Linked DNA regions of Mus musculus: all the other regions are linked to region 1. Evidence: chromatin contacts called from public HiChIP or PLAC-seq, Micro-C and promoter capture Hi-C data. All regions are on one chromosome and are shown on one strand. The core of a region is the stretch at or near the end of the contact, and the rest is flanking DNA. Distances in the headings are between cores, read along the strand shown.

Region 1 (2,510 bases), core at 7-2,506:
CCACTGTGGCGCCCTCGGAAGGCCGCGTCTGGCGCAGCAGCTCCCCCAGCCGGACGCTGGCGCTGAATACCCCTGAACGTGCGGGGCTGGCCGGCTCCGAGGTGCTAAACTTCACACTCCAGGGCTCCAAAGGCCGCGTCAGCAGGGCTTGGCTGTCAGAGACCAGAGGACGGGAATTCAGGAAGACACTGTGGCTCCTTGGCCATTTCCCCTCCCCTTCTCGCAGTCCACTCATCCACCAACCCTCCGCCTCAACATCTACTTGGTCCTCCCCACTCTTACTTTTGAGGCTCTTCCATGAAGCCCCACGAAGTCCCCTTGGACCCCCCAGACTCATTCACCCCCATATTCATTCTCTCTCTCTCTCTCTCTCTCTCTCTCTCTCTCTCTCTCTCTCTCCCCCTCTCTCTCTCTCGCTCTCTCTCTCTCTCTCTCTCTCTTCTCCCAGCATCTCAGACTAAGCAAGAGGCCTTGCTTAGAAACTGCCCCTTCCCCGCGAATGAGTGAACCAAGTGTAAATTAGAAGCCGTTCAGAATCTTGGGTGGCATCGGATTCAGAGCCCCTTTCTGCTGAGGTTCTTGAGTGCTAAATGCCCCGTGGCCAGCTGTTTCTTTGTCCCTGTCTTCGCCTCTCCGTGCTCCTCCACTTGTCCAAGTCCTCAGTCTTCTGGCTCTTTCTCTCCCCACCTCGCGGCCTAAATGCCCAGAGACTGGCGGGGCGGGGCGGTGGGCACCGAGGGTGGGGTCCTGAACTGCCCCCGCCTCCATTCCGCCCCCTGCCGGAAAGTCCCCTGTGCTTCCAGAGCTCTGCTGGACAGATGTAGTTGGGAGCAACTGTAAAGTGCAGCGGGTGCTTCCGTGGCCCCCAGCAGGGATCCCCGGGCCTTGCACAAGCAGAAACAGAGGCCGAGGGTGGGGACGGGAGAGTCCCAAGTGTCCGGCTGCGGATCAGAGTGGGCCCGGTCGAGGTGCCCACCCTGGCCGCCTAGGCAGAGACACCTCTATTCCGCGGCCCCAGCTCACTTTCCCGGCTCTCAGATCCCTCCCCTGCACCTCCCCGCGCCCTCCTCCTCCCCAGCCTCCTCCCGCGCCCTCCTCCTTCCCTGCTGCCCAGACCGGGGGCCTCGGGTAGGCCGGGCTGCGCCAATCCGAGGCGCGTCCCGCCTCCTGACGCCGAGCTGGGCCCTGCGAGGCCCCGCCCGCTGACGTCCGGGATTTGCATGAGTTCTCGTGCCGCGGCGGCCCGGGCTCAGTTGTCTGAGCGAGCGAGCGAGCGAGCGAGCGCGAGCTGAGAGCCGGCGGGTGCAGGCAGCGGCGGCGGCGGCGGCGGCCAGGCTGTTGAGGGGCGAGTGGCGGCGGCGGGGGCCGGGCGCGTGGCGAGGTCCACGCGCAGGATCGTATCGGGGCGCCGGCGGGAGCTAGCTGTGTCTGCAGCCGCGCCGGCCGCTTGCGCCCCTGAGCGCTCGGGTTCGGCCATGGAGCTGCCAGCTGTTGGCGAGCACGTCTTCGCGGTGGAGAGCATCGAAAAGAAGCGGATACGCAAGGTAGGGGTGGCGCGCGGGTGGCGGCGCCGAGGCGCGGGAGCGGCGGCGGGAGCAGCGAGCGAGAGGCGCGGAGGGGGTGGGGAGGCTGCGGGCCGGAGCCGGGGATCCCGCGGAAGCTGATGGAGTGCTGTCTCTTCCCCCCCTACAGGGCAGAGTGGAGTATCTGGTGAAATGGAGAGGCTGGTCCCCCAAGTAAGTGGCGGCGGGGGCCGGGTGCCTCGGCACCAAGCGCCCTGGCCAGCAGACCCGTGGAGCTGGTGGGGTGGTGGGGGAGCGGACGGGAGGCGGGGTGGAGGTGGGGTGGAGAGAGGAGGGGGTGGGGAAGTCGGTGGCAGGCACTGGGAAGCGGAGCAGCCGAGCCCGAGCCGGGCGCCCTGTGTTGTGCTCCGCTCTCCGGGAAATGCCATCACTAATTTATGCGCTAAAAGGAGCCGGAGGAGCTGGAGAGACGCGGGGCCGAGCCCGGGAGGCCGGCGGAGGGAGGGAGGGCGCAGGCACTGACTGATGTGCAGCAGAAAATGGCTCCTTTCCCCTTTCCCTCCACCGAACGGCTCCATATTGCAAAACCAAAAAAAAAAAAAAAAATTTTTTTTAAAAGCGACGAAAATGCAATTGTATGCGTCCTCCCTCCTGGTGGTGCAGGGTAGGGAAGAAAAAAGACAGAAAATGTTGGGAACTGTCACTGCAGCTCTTTCGATGGGGAATTTTTTTTTTAATTTGAAATGCGAAGGCACCGGATGGAGACAGGCGCAGGCACACACACACACACACACACACACACACACACACTCGGAGAGGGAGAGGGAGAGGGAAAGAGAGGCATATTTTTGTACTGCTGAGTATTTGGGGTTTGCTTGCCAGTGACAGCGGTCTCCTGGGCCTTGAGGGGGGCGCTGAGCTGTGAGTTACCGGATTAGGGGTCCAATGCAGACCAGCTGAAGCCCTACTGGAGACTTGGGCTGGGGA
Region 2 (2,510 bases), core at 6-2,505, 1.5 Mb before region 1:
AGACTACTTCAAAATATTGATATGCATAAACATAAAAACGCAGCTTTGGAAGATTTGTACTTTGAGCGTCAAACCAGGGAATTGTGGGTGGCACAGAGCTCAATAAACCAGGCTCATCCAGTTGGAGGACCATGAGCCTCCTGAAAAGCCAGCTTGACACACTTCGTTGGGCACACCTGTGTGTAGGTGGAAGGCCAGCCAAATTCATCATACAGTAAGAGTGGGGATAGTCACGTGGCTTTTTGTTTTAGAATAGTTCTGCATAGAAGAGCAGCTACCTGGATGTAGGGTAATGATATTGCAAATCCATCTTCCTTAGAGATAAAAATAAATGAGCTTGAAAGAACACTTGGTTTGCTTCAGATTGATGTATAGCCAGAGGGTATGCGTGCTTGTGTAAAATAACTGGGCCACAACTGAAGATGGAGAGTGGAGGCCATTGGATTCCTCATCTTTTAAGTTTGATGACTCTCCGGAGCCAACAGCTGTTTCCTGGATACCACAGGGGCAGGTGTGGCCAACAGAGCAGGCCAGAAGCGATGGCTTTTGTGGGATTAAGCTATAGAAGTCCCCGTAGTGCCCCTTAAATTCCTGCCTCCCCTCAGTCTGAGGCTACACTCAGAAGAAGCCAACATGGAGTGCCCTCACGGAGTAGCAGGAACTGAGACTCCTCAGGAGGAACTGGAGTGGCTGGCACAAGCACACGACCGGGAACCCCCCCAGCCAGGCCCTCCACTAAGGAGGCTCCATCCTCAGCGTCGTGAAACACGCCTGGCGGTGATGGTGCACGCCTTCAATCTCAGCATCCTGGAGGCAGAGGCGGGCGCGTCTCAGGGATGAGGTTCAAGATAGGCAGGCAGCCCGTTCCAAGGAAAACCGCTCCTCACAGCAAAACCATACAACTTCTAACATACGGGGGCTCGGGGGGCACGCAGTCCCCAGAGCAATGCGCCAGGCAGCACAGCTACAGGGCACTGCGGTCGGTGAGGACTGTGGTTCTGTTGACTCTGAGGACAATGGGACAAGGGCCAGGCACGGCAATCAGGGAACCCTGGGAGCCACAGAATGGCCGCGCGACGCTGCTCTGGAAGAGCCGGCTCTCGTGTCCCACAAACCCTCGCACCCGGCATTCGGCAGAAGGCGCGAGGGCGCCGGCCCACGCGGGACGCGCCCACGAGGCCCGCAGCAAAATGGCGACGGCGCCGACCCGCGCCCCCTGGCGGCGCATGCGCAAGGCGACCCCGCCCGCGAGAGCGGAAGTCTTGTGACCCCGGAAGTGACCGTCCGAGCGGCGGGCGGCGGACGACGTTCGTCATTTGGTGCGGGAGGGAGCGCGAGAGCGGCGGTCGAGCCTCCGGTGAGTGGGCGCGTGGCGCAGCGCGGTGCAGTGCGGGAGGGGAGTGGGTTGGCTTTGTGCGGCGTCGCGGGCGACTGCGGCGCTCGCGGGCGGGGCGCGGTCACCCGGGCGGGCGGGCGGGGCGGGCCAGGGCGGCAGCGCAGGTCCTGCCGGAGGGGCCGCGGCCCCCCGGGCCTGCGCGCCTGCTACCAGGGGACCCCCTTCCTCGGCCTCGCGGGCGGGGTCCGGCGCGGGGCCTGGCCCGGGGCTCCCGCCGCGCGGCCCCGCCCCGCTCGGATTGCGGGCTCTACGGAAGTGCGGGCCGCGCCCTGATGCTGTCGCCGGCGGCCACGCTTGGCGTCGGGTGGGGTTGTCTGTAGCCTCCGGGTTTCGGACCGCCGCTTTATGTGTTTCCTTGGCGGACACCTCTCAGAGGGACAACGGCCGGGCTCTTCCCGGGACCGCTGCGCATTGCCTGTAGGCATCACAGTGGGTTTCCGAGAGACGTTTGGGAATCTGCGGAACTGAAAGGCATCTAGGCGCTTCCGTCCTGGTTGGTTCCTCACCGCCACTAAAGGTTTAGGGTCAGGGCCCAGAAACAGGCTCCTGAGATTTATTTGCAAGCGGTGCACTAGCTCCCAAGTTGCATACGCAGACCCTCACTAGAGAGGACAGACCTGCGTATTTAGGATCCCCTTTGGGCTCTTGGGATTTAAGCGGTCATCACATAGTTGAGCTTAGGACAGTATTCCATTGGAAGGGACGAACAAACAGACCCTTGTCCTGCACGTGGCTAACATACAGAGCATCTCCCTGTCGGAGAACTTACCTCCATGACCCAACCCAGTAAGATGAGAGCCTGGGCAGCTAGGGACAGCAACAGGACCCCAGGGATTTAGTGTTGCGTCTGCCAGTTCAGTTCGGTCTGGAGGCTTATTCTTAGTGGGGAGGAAAGGTGTTTTGCTTCTCTGAGGAACAGGCTGTGGTCCCATTTCGTTGCTTGGGGTTCTAGTCCTCTCAAATGGGCCTCTGCGTAGGGCAGTGGCAGCATCCTCTCAAAGTTCCAGTCAGGTGTCCTGCAGGTGTCAGGGTCTGCCTAGGGTGGAATGCCTCCAGGCTGTCACAGTCCTGCTCATGCCCCGCCCACAGGTGTCCCAAGCTAGAGGTAAGCATG
Region 3 (2,510 bases), core at 3-2,502, 1.3 Mb before region 1:
ACAGGGCCAGCGCCCTTCTTTCTAGGCCTGATGTTGCACAAAAGGTGACTGAGTGTTGGCACGGGTTTATGGCCAGCAGGTAAGCAGGGCAGGCTGCTTGGTCCCCCTGGGTCTTGTGTTCATGTCTCAGATGGGGAGCTGACCTTGCAGGGCTGCCTGAGAGCGCCTGTGCATAGGGTGGGAGTGGCACCCCGTACCTGCTCGAATCAAGCTCTGTGCCCTGTGACCTTGGAGTCCCTCACCTCACTGCTACCCTCCGCTTCATTCCACAATGAACCATTCCAGAAGCTTACAAATAAAACCCGGTTAACTCCCGTGCCAGCTTTCTCTTCAGGCACCATCTAGGACGGCAGCGCCACGACCCTGCTAAGGGTGACAAGTTTCCAAACAGCCGGGAGAAGGGCAGCGAGGCCGGCCCGCCCCCCACGCCTGTCCGGAGGGGACTAAGGCCTAAGCATTCTGTGCCCAAAACCAGTTTGACCCGGACTTCATAATCAGTGGAGAGGAGTCTCGCCAGCTGACCCACGCGGGGGGCGGGGCTGGACCATCCTGAAAGTCGGGAGACTTCCCCTGCCTCAGTTTCCCTACAATGTGTCCCGCAAAGCCAGCATAACACAATGCCCACTCACACCACCACCACCACCTTCTTTGATGCCCAGGGACACCCAACCCCGTGACGACCCCTCCTCCAATAAAGGGACATGGCTGAAGTGGAAGAACTGGTGACCCTCTCCCACGTGACTGGGATGTGATGGCCGCTCCCCGGACCCCCGGGAATCCCTCCAGCCCGTCCCCAGCCAGGCACACACGGACCCTGTAGAGAAAGGTCCTGGGGGGTGTGCGGGGCACAGGATTCACATAGGGGCGGGGGCCACGGGACTCACCCCAGATCGGGGCGCGGCCCGCCCCGGGCTTGGCAGTTTCGGGGCGCAGCCCGGGCCCTCCCTGCTACGCGGCAGTCCCGGGGCAGGGCAGGGCCGATCGCACGCACGCCACTCGCCGAGACCCCCGCGAGCAAGAACCGGGCCTCCCGGGGTCGCGAGCGCGCGGGGGCGGCGCGGGCGGGGCCGTTGGCGGCGGCGCGGGCCAGGGGCGGGCGGGCCCGGGCCCCACGTGTCCCTGGCGGGCGGGCCAATAGGCGCCCGGCTTTTGGAAAGATCGCCATATATGGACATGTTCTGGGGCCGCGCGCGCCCCCGCCCGCGCGCGCGGCCCGCTCCCGCTTAAATAGCGGCGGGGGAGGCCGCGGTCGGTCTCACACTCCGCCGCCGGCTTACACTGCGCTTCTTGCCGCTCCTCCGTCGCCGCCGCGTCCTTCGCCGGTAAGCTGCCGCTCCCCGGGCTTGGCCCAGTGACTTCCTGTGGCCCTTTCTTCCCGCTCACCCTGCCTGCCGCACCGCTGCGGAGCGGAGCGGAGCGCAGGGCGCCTGACGGGTGGGCCTGGGTCTGCAGCCGCGGCTGGGGGCAGGGCGGGGCCCGACGCAATGCGCAGCCCCTCCTCGCCGCGGCGGAACGGGGCGCTGCCGGTAGCCGACGGTTACGCCGCCCGGGGTGGGGACTGCACTCCTCCGGGGTGGCTCGGCCCTGGCCGAGGACATTTTCTGAGTTCGGTGAGGGCTGCGCTAATTCCGGGGCTTCTTCCTGCGCAGATCGCAATGGAAGAAGAAATCGCCGCACTCGTCATTGACAATGGCTCCGGCATGTGCAAAGCCGGCTTTGCTGGCGACGACGCCCCCAGGGCCGTGTTCCCTTCCATCGTAGGGCGCCCCCGACACCAGGTTAGTTGAGAGGAGTGGCCTCCCTTGTGTTCTCTCTGGGCCCGGGTCGCGCGGTGGGTGGGGCGAGTCTGACCGCGGCCTTTTCTCTCGCAGGGCGTCATGGTGGGCATGGGCCAGAAAGACTCATACGTGGGTGACGAGGCCCAGAGCAAGAGGGGTATCCTGACCCTGAAGTACCCTATCGAACACGGCATTGTCACTAACTGGGACGACATGGAGAAGATCTGGCACCACACCTTCTACAATGAGCTGCGTGTGGCTCCTGAGGAGCACCCGGTGCTTCTGACCGAGGCCCCCCTGAACCCCAAAGCTAACAGAGAGAAGATGACGCAGGTATGCTTGAGCCGGGACCTTGCCTCCCCTTGGGCGTGACGAGTCATTTTGTGTTGTGCCTCATTTCCTGACATTCAAGCGTTTCTTTGGTGTTTCTAGGGTTCTGTTCCTCTTCTCCTGGCATTTCCTCCCTGAAGCCTCCAGGTTTCTGTTTGCGTTTCTGCTTGCGTTCTGTTCTTTTTTTCTTCACACATCACATTTGTGGCATGCAGCATGCAGAGTGTGGGTGTGGGAGGCTCAGGGCCCCTGCTACTCACTCACTCAGGTGTTCTTTGTCTTTCCACAGATAATGTTTGAAACCTTCAATACCCCAGCCATGTACGTGGCCATTCAGGCGGTGCTGTCCTTGTATGCATCTGGGCGCACCACTGGCATTGTCATGGACTCTGGTGACGGGGT
Region 4 (2,510 bases), core at 7-2,506, 1.1 Mb before region 1:
CCCCCAGAATTGTGCACCCTCCTGAGGCTTGGGCAGCACTCGTACCCCCAGCTCCTCAAGGTTTGCTTTGTTTTCAAATTTCGCATCGAAACGCCGGGTCTGAGACGCCTTTGTCCTCCGGTGGAGGCCAAGCTCTGGAGTCCGTGGGCTCCCTCCTGCCGAGTTTCCCGCGCGGGTGGGCGCAATGGGGCCTGCAAGGCCAGGCCGCAGCCAGGAGCGCGCCGGGAGCGAATGGCTCCAGCGTCGCTTCACAACCCGCTCCCTGCGAAACCCGCCCCCCCCCCATCAGCCCAGCTAGGAACGGGGACTGGGTGGTGCAAGACCCCCGCTCTGGGAAATGGACCGGTCCCCGGACCACGCCACGCGGGTCTTGGCCTGAGCCCGCGTGCTGCCCAGAACGCGCAGCATGAAGACGCCCCACTGTTCAGCCCCCCTCCTCCATCCCAACTCCCCCAGAGAGGGAAAAAAAGGGAAATGTTCTGAAAAGAATTAAGTCTGTGGGGAGCGGAACCTGAAAACCTGCCAGTACCCCTCTAATCTCCTGTCCCTTCACTGAGGCCCGGAAAGCCGTGGCCACGGAGAGCCGACCGTTCCCTGCGCCACGGAACGACCGGGCGGAGCCCATTCAAGATTGCTGGGGGAGGGGAGTAAGATGGGGGAGCAAATAATTGGGGTTCGCTCCTGGTTCCTCCAGAACTGGGCTCTCACTGACTGTCCATTCGGGGCTACCCGCGAGGCTCTTGCTGAACGAAGCTTGGCGGTCTCTGTCCTGTCTCGATAATTTATTTTTAATGCAGGGTGTCGATCGAGACAACAAGCGCTCAGAGCAAAGCAAGGACGCATTACGGGGGGAATTTTAAACCGATCGATAAAATTTTTCAGAAGAAAAAATATCGTACTCATATATATAGTCCATCTTTTAAAAAAAAGCCTTTCAACATCATAACGGATTTTAAAAGGGAAGCTCTATTATTTAACATCACAATCCTGAATTTCTTTTGCTTAAAAATGTAAACCCCCAAAAACCAAAATAATATAATAAAATAATAAAAATAGCAAAAAAAATTAAAAATGAAAGCAATTTGAGTTACTTACTGGAGGCTGTTTCCTGGATACAATTGAATGCAATACAATTAAATCAGTAAATGTGACTTTGGTTTGTATTCCTATTGGTATTTTCAATGTGCTGACTGTTGCACTGTGAATGCACGGCTTCCACAACAACGACTCTAGCGAGCCCATCCAGAGCGGCTCTCAAACCTGCAGCCCGGCGCGGCGAGCCACGGGCCCTGCATACTAATAAGCTCGTGCCACTCAGCCCGGAGCAGCCCGAGCGCTGATTGGCTGCTCGGCCCTCCACGGCCCTGAGCTCGTGCCACTCATTCGGCGTAAACAGGCCTCCCAATAGGCTGGCGCCGGGCCAGGGAGCTGCCAATCAGGGAGCAGCAGGGCTACTACCAAGCCTGATGGCGCCTAATTCAAGCCCAGCGACTGCGCAGCTCCTTTGCGCAGATCATTGCTGCTGAATGGGAATGTGGTGGCGCAGGGCGGGAGAGGAGCTAGGGATAGTGAGAACGGGTGTCCGTGTCCAGGGGAGACTTGTGGTTTTGTTTTTCCATAATTTGTCAGGTGTAAGGTTTGGGGCATTTTTATTTGTTTTTATGCACAAAATAAAAAAGAAGAAATAGCCTCACGCTGTAAACCAGATGCTCTGTCCATACCAAGGGTCTGTTTGGCAGGTGGCAGAACCTGCTGCACGTAGGCCCAACTTCCAAGCGCAGATTCTGAGTTACCCTGATGTACCTCCACTCCCAGGCGCCCCCCACCCAAACTAGGAATACACTTCTGCCTGAGGCATGCCCACAGGCTCCATATATGCCCTTCTTCCCCCTGCCCGAGAGGCAGATGTACCTTTCTTCGCCAGCCATCTATCTGTCCGCTCTCAATTATTATCTCCCTCCGCCACACTTTGCAGCGTAGCAACAATCGAAATGAAAATCGAGGCTCTGTTGCCAAGATAAGGATTTACTTTTTCTATCAGCCCCTAGATTTTAAAAATATCTTCACTTGATAATTTTAGGGGTGGTTGTCATGGTGTGAAAACCATGCTTAGCATTTCTCAGGGCCTGTCCCTGCATATTCGCAAATTTCTCTCTACAATGGAAAACAGCCTCTAAACAATTCTCTTTATCATAATCAGAATCAAAGCGCTTTTAAAATATTCTGCAAGCAAATATTTCGGTTAGAATTTGGTTGCCTACCCAAATGTTATTTATTCTCAAGAAGTAGAGGTGATGTCTTAGTGGCGATGAATACATAATTTCTGCTTCTCTTTTTCTCTGTGTGTTGGGGGGGAGTATTTAAGTAGATGCCAATCGACACAGCTATATTCCTTTGGATTTTTCCAGTCTCTTTCCTGCGTGGACACAAAGGAGTTAAATCTGAGATCTGTGGTCTCCTCTCTTTCCCCGCCTCCCTTGCTTCTGCAAAACGGTCACGATTGGTTGGCA
Region 5 (2,510 bases), core at 6-2,505, 1.1 Mb before region 1:
TGAGTACTGCCTTCAGCAACAGGGAATTAGATGTTAGCTTCTGTGACAACCTCCTGGGAGATGCTGGGATTGATAGCGCTCAGGTGGAGCCCTGCAAATCCAGGGTTGTAATGTACCTCATTTACCTCCGGGGCTCATTTTACCATCGGCGGCACCAGATTACAGCCCCTACATCAGGTGGTTGTTTTCCTTTTCTTCTTGGTTTGCGGATTTCACTTGGAGCCAAGATGCAGAAAGGGAGAAAAGGTTGGGAAACACCTCCAGGTCTGAGACCAGGACAAGGCGGTGAACTCAAGAGGAGACACCTGCCTGCTCCTGTAGGTATGGCTTGGCTCTTGTTTGTCTCCTGCACTTGCTGCCCTGGCGTGGCTTGGGGCACACTTGAGATGTATCTTTCCCTGTCTGTCTGGGGCAAGCCAGCAACAGCTCTCTGGCCGTGGTCCACTTTAGCCTGAATATTTTTCAGCACTCGATATTTCTCCGCTCAGAAAGCAAATGAGTCGCTGCCCACTAAGGTGGTCCTGGGGCAGTGGCCCCCAATCCTGTAGTCCTTCCTGAGAGGGCCTATGCACCTCTGCCCCTGAACTCAGAGACGCCTTGAAAGCTGAACATCACATTATTACCACTCGATCTCAGAGAACCTTCCTGACTTCTGGGGATGTTGCACACCCTGAATTTCAAAGTTCAAGGCACTGCGTGTCCCGGGTGCAAGGGGCCATTCTAAAATCAAATCCCCTGGGGCTTCCTCTCCCTAGAGTCCAGATATGATTCCCTTACACTTCCTTCCGGATTTGGGGGCATCTTTCCAGATAGTGGAAAGGAATCCAAAATTTGTAATTCCACGGCGGAGCCAGCTCGAAGCTGCAGACACTCTCGGCCTCAGAGCCCAGATCCTGAAAAGCTTACCAGTTTACCGTATCTTCTCGGGGAAATAGACCCTCCTCTTCGGCCACACCTCCTGGATCATCTATTGGCCAACCTGAGCACCGCCCACGCGATGCCATTGGTTTGCACCGGCTGCCCAGACAAAGGGAGCGGCCGCTGCGGGAGGCGATGGGGCGGGGCTAGGCGGAGGCGCTGGGGCAGGCGGGGACGCTGCCCTCATGGAGGCGGGGCGGGGGCCTCCACGTGGGTGGGGCTGGGCGCCCTCCCCACCCCCACGAGGGCCGCGGCCGTGGGGCGCTGGTAGCTCTCCCGCCCCTCCGCCCTGCACCCCTCCCGCCCTAGGGCTCTTTCCTGGACTGCGGCTGCAGCCTTCTCTTCCCGGAGGGCTCAGAGTTCGTCCCCTTTTCGCGATTGGGAACGTGGACACGCCGGAGCCTGGATGCAGAAGGGCGCGCGGGAACAGGGAGCTGGTGCGCGAGCCGCAGCCCAGCGTCCAGGCCGCCCCACTCTCTGCTGATCCAAAGGACTAGGGAAACCCTGCGCGCCGACGGTGGCCTGGACGTTGGCGCGGGCCCTGGCGCTAAAAAACGGATCCCATTTCCAGAAAGGCGGGCCGGGTATCCCGCTCCTGCCTCCTGGAGAATTAGCTCGGCGGAGGTCGACCAGCCGGGTAGGGAGGGAGGGATGGAGGGACAGGCCTAGGGTCGACCAGCCGGATAGGGAGTAGCTTCTGGGAGCTCCCTTGCCTACGGAGGGCCGGTGAGGCTGCCCTCAGAGCGCCGCCAGGTACGTGCTTTTTCCTTGTTTCCCGCGCGCCCAGAGCACACTCTGGGGAGGGAAGGAATAAAAACCCAGCTGGTGTGTAGGAGATTTTCGCACCAAACGTGTCTTTCTGAGGGGTCCTGGGACGGTAGCCGAACTCGGGGTAGCCTCCTGAGCTGTATTCTGGAATCCCTACTGGGCTCTCCACCACCCGTAAGACGGGCTTGGAGCCAGTTCCTGTGGAAATGCGCGTCACTTTCTTCAGAGGCCCACGAAATTCATCCAGGACTCCATGGGTACTACAGCAAGATGGCTCTGTTTCGAAGTGGTTCATACAGTTATCCCCCAACCCGGAAACCTAGAATTCTCGTTTTCTGAACCGGGATGTTTACTTTAGGGAAACCTGGTCTTGGCTTCTGCTGCGCGCCGGGTGTCTAGGAACGAATCCCTCCTGGATCCGGGAACCCCAGATTTGCGGGGTTAGGAGATACCCTCAGAGTTGTGGTTTTTTGTTGGTGGTGGTTTGTTAAGAGCCTGGTAGCTGAACTGGAGCGGGCCCCGTCCCCTCCCCCATACCCACTTCAAACAAAAGAGCTCCTCCGAGAATATTTTTTAAGGGGAAAGCGCTTCTGAATGTGGACCCTCAGTTCTCCCCGCCCCCCGTTCCGAGGAAGGACAAGGGTTTTATATGTGTGTTTAAAACAAAGGCGAAGCTAGACGCGAGTTGCCGGGAAAGGGCCGCTTTTATTTTAAAGTTCTTGAAGAATTCACTTTCTTTTCTCCCAAGTTAGCTGCAGCTGAGCCAGAAGCGTCCCCACTGGCTTACCCGATAGTGGGATTTTACACGGTGTCGGCTAAGGGTG
Region 6 (2,510 bases), core at 6-2,505, 1.1 Mb before region 1:
TGAACTCAGGACTTCTGGAAGAGCAGTCAGTGCTCTTAACCACTGAGCCATCTCTCCAACCCTATTCTGGCTTTGTATTCAATTACTCCTTTTTTTTTTTTTTTGTTCGAGACAGGGTTTCTCCACGTAGCCATGGCTGTCCTGGAACTCACTTATGTAGACCAGGCTGTCCTCAAACTCAAGAGAGCTGCTTGTCTCTGCCTCCTGAACGCTGGGATTAATGGCTCATGCCACCAATTGCTCTTTCTAGCTTTTCCTTTCTCTCTCTCTCTCTCTCTCTCTCTCTCTCTCTCTCTCTCTCTCTCTCTCTCTCATCTCTAGAAGCTGCTCTGCCTGATGCTGGAAGAATTTGTCCCTTGTCTGAGATCTTGCATGGGCCTCAAATTGTTTTCTAGGAGAGCCTCTTTAGGCAGCTTGAAGTTCCTCCTTGCATGCACAGCTCTGGCCTCCTGGAATCATTGTGGGGTCTTTCTTGGACCTCAGGTCCCTAGGCCTTCATTCACCACAGACACCACCATAAAGAACACTGCCAGGTGCCAGTAATCCACTTAGGTGTTGGAGCGTTCTCTTTTCTCTAGTCTCTTTAATGTCCATTACTCCAGGAAGAATTCTCATTAGTCCTTCCAGTACAGAAGCCACCATCTCTTGAAATCCTAGATTTCCCTAGTCTCTCCTTTTTACCTTTCCTCTGGTTTTCTTTCATATTAGGGCAGTAGACCATTTTCACCCACTTAGCGTATCAAACAGACACATCTCCATGCTCCCTCCTCCAGGCTGTTGTGACTTTGCTGAGTCTCTGAACCTCCCGGTGTCCCGATGATTTTTATCTGTAAAACGTTAAGTGCTAATTTTGTCCCAATAAGTTGGCATTCAGTCTAGACAGGTCCTCCAATTGTGACCCAAAATCCTTCCTGTGCGCAAGGACCTGAAAATTAACCCTCAAGAGCCCACTCCTCACCTGAAAGGTAGTCCTTCTCTTTCTCTCCTGTTGTTCCACTAGAGGTTGTACCCAGCAAATGACTCTTCTACCAGCGGCCACAGTCACTAGTCTAAGCCTGGAACCCCTAACCCAGATTGTAGCCCCGCCCTGATTCAGACCCCGCCCCACGTCCCGCCGTCCCTCCCCCCACATACTTCTTATTGGCCAGAGTTACGCCTAGCTCCGCCTCTGGGCCCACCCAAACCACGCCTCCTCGGGCATACACACCTACTTCTAGTTGGCTGGCGTCCCGCCTCATCCCGCCCTTTGATACCGTCACTTCCTGGTAGAGTAGGCTCCGAAGGCGGAAGTTTGGGTGCCGGAGGCAGCGAAGCGGAGCTGAGGTGTTGCTAGCGTTGCCTGCGGCGCTTCCGGGTTCCCGCTTCACTCTGGGGAGGCGGAGGCGGGAACCTGGAACCATGGCTATGAGGCTGCTGCGGAGCCTGGCAGGGTCTGGAGGCTGACCTCGCGACGCCTGTCCGCGGCCCCCCCTGCTTCAGGTTTAGGGTTATCTAGGGTCGCTCTGTCCTGGTCCCTAGACCCTCAAAATGACGGCCGCCTCCACCTCCAAGTGGGGGCTGATCACGAACGTGGTGAACAGCATCGTGGGCGTCAGCGTGCTCACCATGCCTTTCTGCTTCAAGCAGGTGAGTCGAGGGCGCGGGGGCATCAGGTTGAAGTGCTCGTTTGGTGGGAAGGGGGTGTGAGCACCGCGGGTCGGGAAGAGACCCAAGCAACGTCCCCGAAGCGAGTCGCGGTCCGGATCTGCGCGCTCAGCGGTTGCTCACACTGTACGGAAAGGCACAGAGAAGGATACGTTAGCGGATTGATAGTGGTTTTGTTGGTCCTGTTTTTGACTCTGACCGACTGCATGGCACGGAAGCATGCCGGTCCTCGGCTTCGGCTACTCACCTTTACTCAAGGCGATTTAAAGCATTCGTTTGGTCTGATCTGTATCATGTGTCACCGCAGTTGGAAAAGCCGGCATACAAAAAAGTTTGGTGTTATTTCTGTGTTGAATGCCACATGAAAAGATGGTCATTTCTACGTGGCTTTGTTGTGTCTGCCAGTGAGTTGCGGAAGCAGATGGAAACGTCAAATTGGGTAATGACTCTCTTAACAAAGGGAGTGGCGGGGTTCCCCGTCGCTCATCCATGCCACGCGGGCTGCTGTCCTGTTCTATTGAAACAGTGGGTTATCAAGGCAGAGACCACTCCTCCTATCTGATGACTCCCAGGAGATGAGGTGGAAGATTAATCCGGGATAGACATTTGGAAGTGAAAATGGGTTGTTGATAATTTAATAGTAGACTAACAACTACTTCGTGTGTTTTGTCGTTCACATCCCAGGCTAAAAATAGAAAACAAGTTTTTTTAATCAATGAGTTTTTGATCCTCAACAACCTATCCTGATTGAGACTGTATCTAGGGTTCCCGGGTAGGGTATTTGATATGGTTAATAGATGTAGACAGGAGGACAGAGCTAGATCCTCTGGGGTGACATCTGTGTTGTGAACCCCAGTGTTGAGTTG

The links. Promoter capture Hi-C pulls out the DNA fragments that hold promoters and counts their contacts. A called contact is a pair of places that touch in the nucleus more often than the background predicts. HiChIP or PLAC-seq counts read pairs in DNA pulled down with a chosen protein or histone mark.
Region 2: an HNF4G HiChIP or PLAC-seq map of pancreatic cancer cells shows a contact between it and region 1. The contact joins the promoter of Arhgdia here to the promoter of Cbx4 in region 1. A contact is called at or near these places in 1 of 39 promoter capture datasets (pre-B cells), 1 of 484 Hi-C or Micro-C datasets (B cells) and 1 of 115 datasets of contacts at active chromatin or transcription factors (pancreatic cancer cells).
Region 3: a contact with region 1 is called in a promoter capture Hi-C map of pre-B cells, with 4 times the contacts expected there. The contact joins the promoter of Actg1 here to the promoter of Cbx4 in region 1. A contact is called at or near these places in 2 of 39 promoter capture datasets (liver and pre-B cells) and 1 of 484 Hi-C or Micro-C datasets (B cells).
Region 4: a contact with region 1 is called in a promoter capture Hi-C map of embryonic stem cells. The contact joins the promoter of Bahcc1 here to the promoter of Cbx4 in region 1. A contact is called at or near these places in 8 of 39 promoter capture datasets (cranial neural crest, embryonic stem cells, liver and 2 more), 6 of 484 Hi-C or Micro-C datasets (all in embryonic stem cells) and 8 of 115 datasets of contacts at active chromatin or transcription factors (embryonic stem cells, pancreatic cancer cells and stem cell-derived neural progenitor cells).
Region 5: a contact with region 1 is called in a Micro-C map of embryonic stem cells, with 4 times the contacts expected there. The contact joins the promoter of 2810410L24Rik here to the promoter of Cbx4 in region 1. A contact is called at or near these places in 1 of 39 promoter capture datasets (embryonic stem cells), 5 of 484 Hi-C or Micro-C datasets (all in embryonic stem cells), 3 of 115 datasets of contacts at active chromatin or transcription factors (embryonic stem cells and pancreatic cancer cells) and 1 of 9 other capture datasets (embryonic stem cells).
Region 6: a contact with region 1 is called in an H3K4me3 HiChIP or PLAC-seq map of embryonic stem cells, with 4 times the contacts expected there. The contact joins the promoter of Slc38a10 here to the promoter of Cbx4 in region 1. A contact is called at or near these places in 1 of 39 promoter capture datasets (pre-B cells) and 2 of 115 datasets of contacts at active chromatin or transcription factors (both in embryonic stem cells).

What each region holds. Positions count from the first base shown.
Region 1 is chr11:119,084,983-119,087,492 of GRCm38.p6, reverse strand. It overlaps Cbx4 (chromobox 4), which reads left to right and starts at 1,256. Exons shown (of 5, transcript NM_007625.2): 1 at 1,256-1,544; 2 at 1,693-1,736. The coding sequence starts at 1,476.
Region 2 is chr11:120,580,369-120,582,878 of GRCm38.p6, reverse strand. It overlaps Arhgdia (Rho GDP dissociation inhibitor (GDI) alpha), which reads left to right and starts at 1,255. Exons shown (of 6, transcript NM_133796.8): 1 at 1,255-1,357; 2 at 2,486-2,510. The coding sequence starts at 2,508.
Region 3 is chr11:120,347,237-120,349,746 of GRCm38.p6, reverse strand. Actg1 (actin, gamma, cytoplasmic 1) reads left to right here and starts at 1,252. Exons shown (of 6, transcript NM_009609.3): 1 at 1,252-1,322; 2 at 1,650-1,778; 3 at 1,872-2,111; 4 at 2,398-2,510. The coding sequence starts at 1,656. Mir6935 (microRNA 6935) reads left to right here and starts at 2,334; the gene lies at 2,334-2,397. It overlaps 0610009L18Rik (RIKEN cDNA 0610009L18 gene), which reads right to left and starts at 1,069. Exons shown (of 2, transcript NR_038126.1): 1 at 885-1,069.
Region 4 is chr11:120,231,693-120,234,202 of GRCm38.p6, reverse strand. Bahcc1 (BAH domain and coiled-coil containing 1) reads right to left here and starts at 1,256. Exons shown (of 28, transcript NM_001347621.2): 1 at 1,096-1,256.
Region 5 is chr11:120,188,601-120,191,110 of GRCm38.p6, reverse strand. 2810410L24Rik (RIKEN cDNA 2810410L24 gene) reads left to right here and starts at 1,255. Exons shown (of 3, transcript NR_030682.1): 1 at 1,255-1,671; 2 at 2,435-2,510. It also overlaps Gm9734.
Region 6 is chr11:120,150,096-120,152,605 of GRCm38.p6, reverse strand. Slc38a10 (solute carrier family 38, member 10) reads left to right here and starts at 1,255. Exons shown (of 17, transcript NM_024249.5): 1 at 1,255-1,626. The coding sequence starts at 1,528. Gm11769 (a long non-coding RNA gene) reads right to left here and starts at 2,199. Exons shown (of 3, transcript XR_389232.4): 1 at 1,892-2,199; 2 at 1,208-1,768; 3 at 1-827.